2 separate regions of the Zea mays genome follow, and region 2 is linked to region 1. Evidence: chromatin contacts called from public Hi-C data. All regions are on one chromosome and are shown on one strand. The core of a region is the stretch at or near the end of the contact, and the rest is flanking DNA. Distances in the headings are between cores, read along the strand shown. Region 1 holds the start of LOC100192590. Region 2 holds the start of LOC100191898.

The links. Hi-C and Micro-C count contacts between places; a contact is called where the count stands out from the background.
Region 2: a Hi-C map of ear shows a contact between it and region 1, with 2.2 times the contacts expected there. The contact joins the promoter of LOC100191898 here to the promoter of LOC100192590 in region 1. A contact is called at or near these places in 2 of 25 Hi-C or Micro-C datasets (ear and endosperm).

Annotation. Positions count from the first base shown.
Region 1 is chr6:37,145,493-37,148,192 of Zm-B73-REFERENCE-NAM-5.0, reverse strand. LOC100192590 reads left to right here and starts at 1,331. Exons shown (of 2, transcript NM_001348747.1): 1 at 1,331-1,547; 2 at 2,035-2,531. The coding sequence starts at 1,405. The coding sequence ends at 2,317.
Region 2 is chr6:37,451,787-37,454,486 of Zm-B73-REFERENCE-NAM-5.0, reverse strand. LOC100191898 reads right to left here and starts at 1,354. Exons shown (of 23, transcript NM_001360691.1): 1 at 1,131-1,354; 2 at 258-463; 3 at 45-174. The coding sequence starts at 424.

The DNA of each region.
Region 1 (2,700 bases), core at 82-2,581:
GTTTCAATCTCCCCCACACTTCAATTACTCTATTTTTTGTGATATTAACCTCTTTTAATTACGGTAACCTAAAAACAATGTGTATTAGGCAATACAAATAGTCTATGATTTTTTTAAACTTCAAAAAGATGAAAAAAGTCAAATAACTGAATTATAGTATATATGGGGAGACTGTCTTGGATGTGGGGGAGTATCTTTTAAGCTGATGTAGTAAATATAATAGAAAGTACAGATAGAGGGAGAATTGTGTGTGTGTGTGTGTGGCGGGGGTTGGAGATGGACTAAATTACTTGAGAATATTTCTCTCTTCTATTAATATATTTGCTTGGCAGATGCCCTGTCAGCAATTTTTGGGGAGAAAAGATTACTTTGAGAATATATGCAGTGTTACCAACGCATGGTGACACCCGTAAATTTGCACAAAAAAATCATCCAAAGATATGGATGGATGGATATAGCACGCAGGCATCTATCGTCATGCAAAACTTTAAGTTGAACAGAAAGTTGCGCAAGGAGAAACAAAACAGAGACAATTTTTTTCTCCCACAACCTTAAGTTTTGTGTTGGCAGTTTGGCACTTATACTTTATCATAGTTGCTGCTAGTAACAGTTACTGCGATTTCTTAGTCCACACTTAGGACTGTATTGCATCTAGTTTACTTTGAGAACATCTCCGGTGCTACCGTGGTACCAACGCCCGGTAGCATCCAACAATATGGATGGCAAAGACTTTTTTCTAGAACACAAACATGTTGGAGAGCTGCACATCTTTGCATTAAAAAAATGAAAATGAGGGTAAAGATCCCCAATTTCATTTTAGTATAAATTTATGCAAGAGGAGGATGGGTTTTGGCATAGTGGTGGGAAGCCTTCCCATTCAGCCAAAGGTCCTGCATTCGACGCAGCCTCTTTGCAAAATGCTCTCTGCAAAATGTAAGGGGAAACAAAATAGAGAAATCGCCATGTGAATAGCTGCAGGTATTTCTCTTTCTTGTTTCTCCTTACACTAGTTTTTTTCTTCATCATCAAATTTTGCATCAGAACCATGGTACGAGCCATTGGCAATTTTGCCATTATCATATGTGGGCTTCGTCATTATACCATCGGACCCACAAATCAGAGACACAGATGGTCCAACCAGTCATAGACAAGGGATGACATAATAACAGACAACCAAAATTGAGAGTAGCAAAATAACAAATTTCTCTAGTACCTCTATAGGAAAAATGTCATATAGTTATGACACAGCACATAACTTACGATTTCAACCAATATTAGTCGCTATGATTTTTTATAACCATGCTTGTAACTTTTACACCGTCTTTGCTGCAGCCTGCTTCCGGGACTCCTATCCTAGGAAAGGATGTCGTCATCTGCACGTTTCCAAGTGATCCGACTCTTGCGATGGGGAGCCTGTCCATTGTGGCACTTGTGGTAGCTGCCATCGTAGGCCATGTTGCCATCTTCTTTCCATACTCGGGCAAGTCAGTTCCTCGTGGAGCGCTGTTTCAAAGCACCAGCTTGACAGTGTTCTTTGTTGTTGCTGAGTGAGTATCCTTTCAGCTATATGACTTTTCAGAGTCCCATGTGCTCTGGAAACAATATGCCCTGTGTTCTTATGTTTTCTTTTGTGTGGTTCACTTGTCTGGCCCTTCTATCATTTGGGATACTGAGCTGCAATCTGACCCATCTAAGTTTTGCACTCCAGAATTGTTCTCTTTCCTGGACCTGGAATCTTTTAATTTGTTCTGTAATGCTAATATTTAGAATTTCCCCTCTAGAAGATCACAGAGAACTAACTATATTTATCATGTTAATCGGCGTTAATAATCACACTTAAATCTTGCCTCATGATTTTTTTACACTGATGATTTCGCTATGAGGTGCCAATATTTTTGGTTCCATTAGTGCCACTGTACAACTTTTTTGAGTGAGTACACTGTGTGTGCACCATGCTATTTTCTGCACTTACTCTTTTTTTTGTAGTAATAAAGATGCACATTGTTGATTCTGTTCCCCTTTATGTGAAATCAGGCTTGTCTCAGCCCTGGCTCTTGCAATGTCGCTGTGGGCAACTGTCACCGAGGGTCTTCACCGCAGCAAGAACATCCACCACGACATGGACTACCAGTGCCCTACTGCCAAGACCGGCCTGTTCGGCGGCGCCGCTTTCCTCGCCCTTGACGCTGCTCTCTTCTGGCTTGTTTGCCAGATGCTGGCCCTCAATGCAAGGGCTGACTACCTTGACGAGGATGACGGCAAGGGAGAATATGGCCAGATTTATGCTGCTCAAGTCGATGATGGCTCGAAGGTCTGAGCCTATGTGGTCATGCTCGGCAGGGTTCTATGATTAGTGTCATTTGGCTACATTATGCCATCAACAAAGTCGCTTTAGCTCTCAGTAAATTTGTATATAAGTTGCAAAGTCTTACATAAGGCTGGTGGTTATTGCACTTTCGTGTTTCAGTGTGATCGATAAACAGTATCTCAGTACAATCGGTTTGCTATGCCCCTTGGCGAACTTGTCCTTGAGTTTTCTGGTGTCTGAATGGCACTATAATATAATATACTCCCTCTGTTCCAAAATAGTAGTCGTTTTAGTTTTTGGTTTTATGTCTATTCAAATGGATTATGATAATCTACAATAGGACATACAACGCAACATTGATTGAGATGCAATATAAAATCAAGGCTCATAAT
Region 2 (2,700 bases), core at 105-2,604, 310 kb before region 1:
TGAACGAAACAGTCAAGAAATTGCTCGACAAAGTGATATAATACCTTGTCGAAGGCAAATGTGCGATCAATCTGCTTATTGGCAATAATTTGAGTGGCGGCAACTTCCCGGCGACGGTCATTGCACGAAATAACCACAGGAGTATTCGACTTTGTTTCTTCATCACTCAACGGCCTGAATGTATCAAATCACACATTGTGATAACAAAAACAAAATTAGACAGAACTTTTAAGCTTTAACTACTGAGCCCTCTCCACCTGCATCTTAGAATGACTTGCACATTGACTCCTTTCTCCTTGTCACCTTTTGCGATGAGGTTGCTATTGGTATTTGTGCTGACATTGGCCTCCCCAGATCTCAATTCTCTTCCAGACTTCTCGGTCGATCTTGGCGATGGCGATGGAGGACAATTCTTCCTGTCCATCTCCAATTCTTTGAACAACAGCCCCGCCAATTTCAAATTCTGCGTTGAAGCTTAATGCTTAAAATACAGTTGCCAAATCCTCAAAGAGTTGAACTGAAAATAAAGCCAGACAATGTATAAGAATAAATAAAAAGACGTCAATTGGATGGGCCAGTTGTCAAATTTTGGCCTAGATCATGGGAGCAGCATGAAGAGACAGACAAATGCCGGACACTAGGAGCAAATGCAGAACAGACAACAGCATCGAGACAAACGCTATGCAGATGCAAATCTTGGAGAAACCCCAATGAGATATCCAGTGGTGGAGACTGAAGCAAATTGGGATACAATTGCAGCTGTTTAGCAGATCAAAATGAGATCTTTCGCGCTCTACGGAAGGGAAAAAATTGTCCAGAAGATTGGAATAATCAGAAACAAGGAGGCAACACGATATAAATAAACAGACAATCTGCGAGCACTTCAGAAATCCAGTCCAACAAGAGCGGATACTCGAAGAAAAAAAAAGTGGTATCTGCGGGTGCTTAATCAGCTGCCGAAATCAAGCCGAAAAACCTCAGACAGATCATGAAGACATCAAACTATCAAAGTGAGATCTTTCTCGCAGGAAGCCACATCAAACCCACTCTACCAGATGAAGATAAGGGGGGAAAGCAGTGGCTCTAAAAACACAACCACAGAGACGAATCAAGAAGCAGGGAGGGAGTACCACTGTCCCACACGCAGGCTGACCACCGAACTCTAGCACGAAGCAATGCGATCCAAAGCACCTCTTGGATTGGAGTAGGAGGGGTGTAGGACTAGGAGCAGGAGTAGTAGGTGGGGGGCAGCGGCAATGGCGATGGCGAGATCCAGGGAACAGGCCCCCCTGAGCTGCAGGCTGCAGCGCGGTGACTTCTAGAACAGCTCGTGGTCTCTATCAATGGCCTCCCTCCCTCGTCCCTCTCTCTCTCCAGCTTTTGCCTTTTATCTTTGCCTTTTGTTTGGAGGCAGCTCAATTCGTAACACCGACGCGCTCGAGCTTTCAACCATGTTTGTTTACTAAGCCGGCATGAGGGAGAGAGAGAGGGGGAAAAACAATTGGACACTGGACAGTAAATCCAGTTTTATTCTGTTGCCGTTACAGTAAGATTGAAGCGTCTCAATTTAATTTTGAAGTTACTTTCTACTCTGCTGTTAAAGATTTAATTAAAGCGCGGTGTTGAAGGATTCTGGTTTCTTCTTCTTGCAGGTGGCGTTCTCTTTCCTTTTTATCCACTTATAAACAAATAAGCTCATTGCTTCTGGGTAACAATTTTGTGGTTGAACTCTCTAAATCATGACGGAAATTGGCGTTACTGTATGAAAAAATATACATTCTCACGGCCGGGATTCATCACTTTTTTTTATCGGTCCATGGAGCAACTGTCTATTATACTAGCGGTCCTTTTGGTAGGTGCTGATTGGATTTGATTATTGCGTTGAGTGCTAAGGAGATCTATCCAAATGTACATGTCTTTTGTCCTGATTTGTTTATTGAATCACAGCGTAGTAGATTAGTGTACCGACTCTTCCCGGTGAGCTGTTAAGAATCAGTCTCAGGTTCGCTTTTGACCGGGTTTTGATGCGTTTTGACCAGGGTGCTCAAGGAAATACCATCAAGCAGCTTTGCTTAGGCGGTGATTCATGCTCGTTAACGCTTGTTTCATTAAAACAAAAATAAGTTACAAAATACACCACTACAAGAGATTAGTAGCACGTACTAAAAAAAACCCACCTACGAAAGGGTTAGGCCACATCCAACGCTGCCATGCACAAGTCCCCCACTTAGTGTTTATTTGGTTAGGGTAGATCAAAGGAGATTTAGGCCATGTTCGTTTACGCCATCTCAAATCAAACCACATGGGACATTCCGGTCGGGTACAATCTCTATTCATAGAGAAACACATGCTCGTGATTTTATTCTGACTTTTCCTTACCACACGGTTCAGAAAATAACCGACGAGTCCAACATGGAAGAAACTCATGTCTCACAAACTAGCGACACGCGAGATGACACAGATATACGGTGATGCAGTGGCAACGAGTTAAACCCACAAGGGGACTGAGTGGCAGCGAGAGTGCGTGGATATCCCATGTGGTTTGAGATGGCCTAAATGAACAAGTTCTTAGAGCTTGTTTGGTTAGGGGTGGATTGAGGGGATTGGAGGGGATTACTTTTTTTTCTATTTAAAATTGTATAGAAGGGGATTTAATCTCCTCTAATCCCCTTGCAACCGAAAGGGTGTAGGGAGAGCTTT